Regions from separate parts of the Hordeum vulgare genome. Here region 1 is linked to region 2. The links are chromatin contacts, called in public Hi-C maps. All regions are on one chromosome and are shown on one strand. The core of a region is the stretch at or near the end of the contact, and the rest is flanking DNA. Distances in the headings are between cores, read along the strand shown. Region 1 holds the start of LOC123429845 (protein GDAP2 homolog). Region 2 has its middle 280 kb from the start of LOC123429845.

Region 1 (4,722 bases), core at 725-3,224, 280 kb after region 2:
AGTGACTATGATACGGAATTGTATTTGTTCATAATTTAAATGTTTGACCCAAGGCAGGAGCGAAGAATACTAGTTTTCCTGGAAGAAGGTATTTAAGAGACTATATAATTTTATCTTTTGAAGGAAAGAGTATATAATAAGAGTAAGGCACGTATCTGTGTGACAGGGAAGCTCTTAACAATGGTTAGCGTATGGTTGCCAAGTTGTTTCTCTGGTTCATCTCAAATTGAGCGTCTTGATACTTAATATGAAAATTTGGTTATTAAAATTGTCTTCCGCAAGTCACACTTTTTTGTATGACTTTAGTTCAAGTTCTTCATGCTAGAAAAAAAAGAAACTGACTTATTTAATCTCACAGATATGTCTTCGTTATCAATTTTGAAGAGTCATTCTTCGAGTCGCACAAAATGTTGACAAATGAATCATTTACATTCAATTGTAATTTCAATGCCATGTCATAAAATTTCAATTCACCAGTTTAGTCCCCTCCATAAGGTAGTTCTCTTTCTATGACCTGAAATCACAAAATCTATTGCATGTGATTTAGTCTTCTCCAACATAGCAAATTAGAAATCGTAAATAATTGCCTGTGGTGGTGAAGTTATGTGTTGCTATAAAATCTTTCTCTGTCAGCATCAAGGGGGCGATAAGGTCATCCACTTTGTCCATTCATTCAATTCTTTTTTTACTTTTGCAAATATTGCATCAAAGGTGGGAAGTGAACCATGCATTAATACATCAATCTAATATTAGTTATAACTGGCTGACCATGTAGGATGTACCACTTTGATATATTACACTCCATATTACCTTACATTTCTAGCGTGGAATTTTTATTCCTCTCATCTGTGTGTTACACTCCAAAGTTAGGTAAGAAGCACACCCATGATATGAAAAGAGGAACATAGTTGATCTCCATTAGATCTTTTTCAATTACTCATAAAAACAAATATATTTAAAAAGAATGTTATTTGCATTGGGTGCGTAGATCTGAAGTGTTTTGCACTAAAACCCTGTAGCTAGCCTTTTTTATGTGATATTCACTTCAACAAGAAAAACAAAAAGCTAGAGCGGAAGTAAACCTTCTGAACTGAAATCACATATTGCCATGCTCAATGCATATTTCTGAAGTAGAATAGTTTTTTGTGTCCATGTACTCTTTTTATTTCGTGGCAACGCACGGGTACTTAGCTAGTAGTAGTAGAATGTACCAGTATGTATGATCATGTAGTATGTGATGAACTATGAATGATCAGTGTGGTTACGATTTCTTCCGCGAAAGTTTTTTTTTCTTTAGATTATACAGTTTCATGTATGAGGTTTATCCTGCAGCCCACGATTTTACCCTGCAAAATCCATCTTCGTCGAACTGTAAACACCTTATGCGGATCGAAAAAATATAGGATTTGCTAGAAATGCTCTAAACAATGACCGTGAAATTTGAGGACCCGCATGTTCTGAAATACACACCCCTTCACTGAATTTTTTTAGTCATGACAACGATGCCCACGCACTGGTCTTGTCGTGGCTTAGCGGACCATCTAGCTCAGCTTGGAAATGAGATGATCAGATCGAATGATGAGGAACTGTGCTTGATTCGATCCAAAGAATTGCGGACAGATCCTGCAGTTGCGGAGGCCCATGCTGCTCCGGACTTGCCCGAGTTGTCTTCACTCCCGGGCTCCACCCAAGTTCGTCCATCCGAACCTTCCTTCTCCTGCGCCGCACCAGCCTGCTGCGGGCATAGGCGTCATGAGATCCCGATCCGAGCTGGGCTACACGTCATCACCAGGTGGACGCTCCACACGGGTCACCAGGCGAGCAAGCCAGCGGGAGTGCTAGCCCAGTCCAGCACGGCTTCCTGCCGTCCGAGCTGTATCACGTCGGCTACGCCCACACGCGTCGTGCCCCCACAAACCATGCTGCGTGTCTCTGACCAGACAGGGCCCGCGAGTCCACACACCCCACGCGTCATTGTCCAGAAGACGCTCTTGTTTCTTTCTCGTCGTCTCCATCGATCTCCTCCGCCTTCCTTTGGCCCCTTGCGTCTCGCGTCGGCCTCTTAACGGCCGCTCGGCCTCACGCCAGCGCCTGGCTGTACCTTTCGCTCGCCTCCGCCTCCATGCAGCACCGCTCGCCGGCGGCGGCCACGGCCTCCGGAGCTGCCTCCACTGCGGCCGCCATGGCGCCAGGCGTCAGCGGCGTCGAGCCTGCGGTGACGCTCGACCAGGTGCCGCGCTGGAGCGACCCCGACCAGCGCCTGTACACGCCGTCCTCCTCGCCCGCCGCCGCTGATGCCGCGGACGGGGGATCCGAGCCCGCAGCGTCCGCCTTCCTCTCCTTCTCCGACCCGCTAACCGGCGACGACGGCGGCGCCGCCGGTGGTGGCCGCGCGGGTGCCTCGCGCTTCCCCGTGGACCACGAGATCAACTCCAGGATCTACCTCTGGCGGGGACACCCCTGGAACATGGAGGTCGATGCCGTCGTCAACTCCACCAACGAGGTTGCGATTCTCTTCTTATGTCTCACTGGACATTGGAGATTGGAGAATGTTGGAACTGCGGTGCTAAACTCGTGATTCTTCGGTTCGTGCAGAGCTTGGACGAGGCGCACAGTAGTCCTGGGCTGCACTCTGCAGCAGGTTCAGGGCTCGCCGAGGAGTGCGCCACCTTGGTACGACTTTGGATGTCAGGACTGGACAGTACAATTTCAGGGTGGAATTTGTTCAATCACTGGGGATTGTGAAGTGACATCTTTTTATTGCTTTACGTTTTGTAGGGAGGGTGCCGAACTGGGATGGCAAAGATGACCAATGCATACGATCTTCCTGCGAGGTATTAGTAGGCATTCTTAGTGCTTCCGTTTCAGTTTTTCACGTGGAAAATGAATGTATTTCCTTTTTTAGTAGAAAATGGAACATATGTCCTGTGCACGGATCTGGAAATACTGTTGAAGCATGAAGTTACAGCATCAGTGTCAGGGGCGGGCCCAGGAATTAACGACTGTGTATTCAAATTTTGAAAACTTTTTTTCAAACTCTATGGCCTTCCTTTTAGACATATAACTAATTATAGAAGCATATTGTACTGGTACTAAACTATATTATATAAAAGATAGCACATAATATATTATATTAATTAAAATTGACCATAAATTGATATTGTTCAGGGTACGGATGCAAAACATTGTTCTACCTATGATGACAAAAATCTAAGGTATATAGAGGAACGAAAATAGGAAATGATAAGAAAACCTTACATATTGTTCGTTGTAACAAAGTCAGAATTTATAAACGTACTTGCATTTATAAACGTTCTCACATTAAGAACTGAAAAAATGCAAATTCTCATGTCTAAACAATTCATAATTGAGTGCAAACAATTTTCTAATTTCACTGTAGTTAAATAGAATGACAATTAATCAAGCTGACTTACATGGGAGCTCAAACTCTGCCCCTGACTCTGTGTGTCTATACTGTAACACGACAACCTGCTGGACAACGAGCAGAAAATTGTGCATGTACATGAATTGAGTTCGACTAAGAATCGCCATAGAGAAGAGACCCCAATTTCAGAAGTGGAAAGATTAGTACATCTACTGTAATTAACAATTATACCTTCAATAGTTCAATCCCTGCATGGTTGTGTCTTTGAGATTGATCGATGCGGCTTGCTGCCCACTGCCACTTTAGTCTTCCGGAATAAAAGTTCAGAACTGAAGGGAGTTAGGGCGGCACGGATGGATTCGTCACGGCGGCGCGCCGTGCGAACCCGTGATCGTCGGCGTCGATCAGGCGACCCGACGACAACAAGCCTAGCCGGCGTCCTGGCGGAGTGGAAGGCTCTCGCATGGGGACTGTGATGCGAACAGAACGGATCGATTCAGAGAAAGTTCGTACGGATGTTGGTTCGTCTCTGTGTGATACTCAAATCAATCGATGTTTTTTTTTCGATGATAGACGTCTGTGCGTGCGCTCCAGCCTTTTGGACTGTTGAGTTGAGGCCTTGCGGGAGAAGGAGCTTGGTGGGCTACTGGGAGAACTCTGTTTTGGCCCAAGTGCATCAGTTTTGTGTTTACACCATGTGTGTATATATATGTTATATACCTAACTTTTTGCCCAAAATAATCGGTATTCAGCTGAATACCCTTGAATTGAGGTGGGCCTGCCCCTGATCAGTGTAGTTTTTGGTTTCACGATAAGACCTGTGGTCTGCTAGTCCTTATGGTAAAGTTAGTCAAAGAAATTGATTCTGTTCTACAGGTGTTATGACCCGTGGAATTTGTTCTACCAGATTAATCATACAAAAATAATAATAGCATTCACTCGTAAAAAAACAACCCCACTTGATTTGTCTGTTTTGGATTATACACTTACAACATCTACAAGCGGACCCCTCAAACCCTCCCTATACGTCCGGGCGGACGGCCTGTCTGGTCACGAAATTGCCACCCAACCAGAACCCTCAAAACCCCCTATATGTGAGGGCTGTTCGACCCCCCCCCCCCCAAACCCAGCCCATATGTTGGTGGATATGGGGAGGCGGGACCAGCGCACCCCGACCCCACAAATTCGCTTCCCGGACCAAACCCTTAGCCACTCCACTTTCAGTTTGCTTTGCTCTGCCCCAGCTCTTTTCCGGTGATCTCTAGCCTTCTCCAGCATGGCGGGCAGCGGATCTCAGTCCGTCAACCTCGGATCCGTCGACTGGGAGACCTCGTCCC
Region 2 (4,933 bases), core at 220-2,719:
CTGTCAAAAGTGGCAGAACTTGGGTAGGGGGTCCTGATGTGTGGACCTTGGGTCGATGGGTAGTAGGAAGAAGGGGAGACAACGGTTTACCCAGGTTCGAGCCCTCCTATGGAGGTAATACCATACGTCCTCCTTGATTGTATTGATGAAGATGATTACAGAGTAGATCTACCTCAAGATCGTATATGCTAAACCCTGGATGATTCAGCCTCCTCTACACGGATAGCGGTCACCGGTTTATATAGACACCAGGGGCCCTGGGGTTTACAAGTTACCGACTATAATAGAGAATAGATGAGACGACCTAGTTTTTCTAAGCTTGAAGCACACGCCAATCTTCGGGATATTCTTTCAAGTGGAGAGGTCATCATAAGGCCCGGTCTTCTACAACACGGCACAATGGGCCCACTCGTCATTGACTAACCGCCCGCCTGAGGACCCCATATTCCCTAACTCCCTCACCCCCCCATTTTATTACTCCACCCCCTTTGCTTCGATCCTACGCTACCCAAGGCAACCCAGAAGACATCAGGCATAAGAGGACACACCATAGCACGCGGGAGGAGGCCATGCCATCCATATGCATGCTCTGGAGCATGCTACAATGCATTCTGGCACTTTAGTGGCGTTCTGCCCGTTTCCTAGCCACCTCGGGAGGCGTACGCATGCGTGTCGGCGCACCTCGACGTGTGCAAGATACCAACACATCGTCCCCTCCTTTCTCTCCCTCATGTGGCCTCCCTCGCACATGTGCCATGACCGCCTGACATCTCAAGTGAGTGCACTGACACACGGAAGCGTCTGCCGCCTCTGGATCCTCCCTCCATCTTCTCCTAGTCATAGACCACCCCCATGAACGCCTAGAGCCATCCGTTCCTCCTCCCGTGGCCACTAGAACCAACACCACGGGCGTCGGTGAGCTCCGCCTACGGTGGACCATGGCGAAGCTATTTAATTCGCTCCCGAACACCCTTCTGCACTCCTCTTGCTCTCAACCCTCCCTAATCGTGTTTCCCTTCCCCCAATTCCACCCATAACGCCCTTGAGCTCGAGCTCCACCACTTCGGCTCGCTGGAGAAAGGACAGTAGGGAGCTCCTCCGCCTATGTTCTCTACCGATCTGGAACCCCCATGCACGCTTGACATTGTTCCCCCTCTTTCCCGTGCGTTTTGCACTCGAAGAAGACAGTAATGGCCACCTCCTGAAGCCCTCTATCATGTCTATTCGCCGTTGTGATTCCCTACCCAGTGAGCGAACTCTGGCACCCCCCGAATGACAATTATCCCTTGAGGCTGTCGATGCACTCCGTTATCTCCCCCATGGCCCATAGCACCGGCGATGAGCACCTCGGCCTCCCTGTCACGAGGTTGGGGATGACAGGCGGGGCCCACCTGTCATCCACCTCTCTCTCTCTCCCTCAACCTATATGAGGCTGGCTCCTGGGGCCCGCCTATCATGTTTGAACATAGACGGTACGAGCGCCCCAGCTCGCCCAGGCCTGACTCGCCTCTGGCCGGCCCAGCCATGGTCGTTCTCGCCGAGCTGCCCTGCTCGCCTTTCCTTTTTCTGTATTTTAGTGTTTTTCCAAAATTTCCTCACACTAGAATATCTATCTAAGTTAGGTGATTCAAATTCTTAAATTCTTCTATAAACCTCACCCATTGAATGGTGCAATTCCCATTTCATTTGAGATAACTTTTATGTACTACCATAAATTAAATCTCTATTAGGGCATTTAAATCAATATTTTAAAATCCAAATTGTTATTTATGTCACTCCAACTCCAAAACCAACAAGTGTAATATTTTTAGTTTTTAACCTAGTAATTAACAAAAATAGGTTATCATTTTTATGAGTGTTCTATTTTTTCCTCGTTTTCCTATGGCCTTGTTTGTGCCCCGTTATTTTGCGACGTTAGATCACGTGGTTGATGAAGGAGTTGGAGCAAAAGCTTTTGAAGACTTCGAAAACTTCGCGGAGCCAGGCAAGCCACCCATTGACCATGTTGATGAAACCATTTTATGCATGTCATTATAGCACTTTATTACGTTGCATTGAAAAGCATGATGATGTGGTGACAACCTTGTTAGATTGGCCCTGATGCATTTTTCGTTGACACTTGCATTGTTCATCGCTCAATTTACCATTGAGAGTTATGTGGGAGGGAAGTAGATAGGATTCTAAGTAGTTCCTATGCAAGTCGGATGGGGATATGCACCCAGATGAAAACAAAAAAAAGTGTTTTCCGAATAACTTTCGAAAACCCCATTGAGTGCCACTAATGCCCGAGGGAGATGTTGAGCTAGGTAACCACTTGATAAAGAGGTGGTGTTTCGAGGCAAGTGTGTGTGTTGTTTTCAGAATGGGATTGGTTTAAGTTGTTACCGTTACTCCAACCTTACATGTACGACCACACTACCCCTTATAGGACGAGGCTTTGTTGATTACTTTGGTCGATGCTAGCAGAGAGCCCGCGTTACTAAATGCGGGTGTGGTGTGGTAACTCTCGATATGGGGTTGTGCCTAAATGGACGACTATGTCTGTTTTATACACACACCGAGCACACTAGTGTGTCCCCTCATGGACGATACGATGTGATGTACATCATGAGGGACGTGGACCAACGAGTGGACTAATTTTTTAGTGTTGTCAAGGGAAAGATAGTGTTTGGGTGCTTACCTCGAGTATGTGATATACCGCGAGTCGTTATTGACACTTAAGTTCACCGAGTCTTTTGGGTTGATTGTGCAACCTGTGTAGAGTATCACTCAATTCGAATAGCTGAGTCGACAGTCAAGGTTAATTGGATAACTGCTCTTGGGCTACGTCCATTGTTTTTACAAAACTTTGGTGTGAAAAGGAGATCCTTGAACTAAGTCGGATGACTTGATGAGATGATTACATTGAGTTTTTCAAACTCTGTTTATATTTATATTTGTAACCTCATGATGCATGATTTACAAAATGATAGGACATGATATTGCATTCAAAACTAGCTTTCCACAGAATTACCTACTTAGTGCTATACCATGCATTGTTTACTTTGCTCCAAACATGGGTTGCTTCTGAGTACACTCAAAACTAGTCATTGGCTTGTCCCTCACTATTTCCTTGGCCAAGCATGGAAGAACAGGAATATGATGAAGAGTACCTTGGTGAAAAACATGCGAACTAGGATGCTATCCCAGTCAGAATGCTTGTAGGGTTAAGGTAGATAACATGGGTCCATGCTATCATTGAAGATTTCCACTCTGTGTTTATTTGGTGTTGACCTTCATGGCCATATCTATGTAAGACTTGACCATAGATCATATGTGTGTAAGATCACATGTAATGGATGTAAGACTCTTGTTATTCAGGTTTTGTGTGTTCAGTGAGCATTGTTCTCGGGATCATTGTACACATGCATTCAAAGACTTTAACTTATGAGTCAGGGTCCCCATAGAGTTAGTTTTAGAGCCATCCTCAGTGTAGGACGCCTTAGTTAGCATCACTATATGAATCATCTTCTTTTCCATCTGCCATAACGGAAGGAAAAGGGGTAGTTCACACACGGAAAATGGCTTTGTCATCAGCCTTCGGTCGGCAAAACTTCTACGACTGCTTTCGTCGGTAAAGGCCCTTCTTTGTCATGTGCGTGTCAAAAGCTAAAGGCAAAGGGCTTTGCCATAACCTTGCCACGACAGGCAGGCGGCAAAGCCCTTGGACGGTAGCCGACAAGCAACTACTCTATTAGATGGATAATGGAGTATTTGTCGTCTGATGTATTTCATTGGTCTTTGTCGTCTGCCTTTAGGGACCTTTGTCGTCTTCCATACGTCAACATGGGAAGCCTTGCTGCAACCAGGTGGCTGCTCTTTGCCGCGAGCCTATGTGGGAAGCTTTGTCGTCTGCCTTTGCGTGTCACAAAGGCAAAGTGACCACATGGGTCAGCCGCTGCTACCTGAGGATGCACAGATGAGCGCCATGTGTGCCCTTTGTCTTCTGCTGGCAAATGGCAAAGGTCATTGCCATCAGCCAACAGGCGGCAAACATCACATATTGTCACCGTTTTGTTTGCTTTTATTTATTCTCGTGCATTTTTAAAATACATATAGTTGCACATATAGTTTCTAACAACATATAGTATCAAACATCCACATATACATTCAAGCATCAAATAAGCAACTTAGGCCATGTATCGAACATCACATAAGAGCAAGAACATCATATATATAGGCCATATGCCATGTATCGAACATCTTATCTCCATACATACACATAGTTCCATACTGTTCATTGCTACGACAACAAAAGTCCTTCCCCGGCAACGCCAGAAATTCTTCTTGCTACTTCTCTTGTTTGCGTTGGTTTTTTCCTTGAAGAGGTATCGATCAGTTCCATACTGATCGATCCAGTTCCATACTGTTCATTGCTACTTCTTGATGCAGCACAGGAGCAGTAAGTATTTCCCTCAGTTTGAGAACCAAGGTATCGATCCAGTAGGAGGGTCTCGTCAAGACTAGTCATAAAGGTTTTGTTTGGCTCAAAAACAAAAAGAAACACAAAAAACACAATCACAACAGAATTGTGATGGTTTGTGCGCAACAAAACAGAAAGAATAAAATAAATTCATTGGGTTGCCTCCCAACAAGCGCTATTGTTTAACGCCCTTAGCTAGGCATTGATAATTCAATGATGCTCACACAAAAGACAAGAATTGAAGCACAACGAGAGCATCAAAAAGCATGTGAAAATCGCATCTAAGTCTAACATACTTCCTATGCATAGGCATTTTATAGGAAAACAAATTGGCAAGACAACCAATAGTTACCAAATGCAAGGAAGAAGAAAGAGACAATATCAATATCAACATAACGAGAGGTAATTTGGTAACATGAAAGTTTCTACCACAATATTTTCCTCTATCATAGTAATTACATATGTGATCAT

The links. A called contact is a pair of places that touch in the nucleus more often than the background predicts.
Region 1: a Hi-C map of seedling shows a contact between it and region 2, with 2.2 times the contacts expected there. The contact joins the promoter of LOC123429845 here to the enhancer-like site in region 2. A contact is called at or near these places in 1 of 6 Hi-C or Micro-C datasets (seedling) and 1 of 1 datasets of contacts at active chromatin or transcription factors (embryo).

Annotation. Positions count from the first base shown.
Region 1 is chr1H:245,844,885-245,849,606 of MorexV3_pseudomolecules_assembly, forward strand. It overlaps LOC123429845 (protein GDAP2 homolog), which reads left to right and starts at 1,975. Exons shown (of 13, transcript XM_045113845.1): 1 at 1,975-2,503; 2 at 2,596-2,673; 3 at 2,779-2,834. The coding sequence starts at 2,123.
Region 2 is chr1H:245,566,197-245,571,129 of MorexV3_pseudomolecules_assembly, forward strand. No RefSeq gene overlaps it. Among protein-coding and RNA genes, the nearest start is that of LOC123429845, 280 kb to the right of the region's middle. Within about 2 kb of position 1,470, at least 3 of the 3 cell types and tissues checked have open chromatin away from gene starts, as enhancers often do. A contact at or near this core is called in seedling, where this site is marked.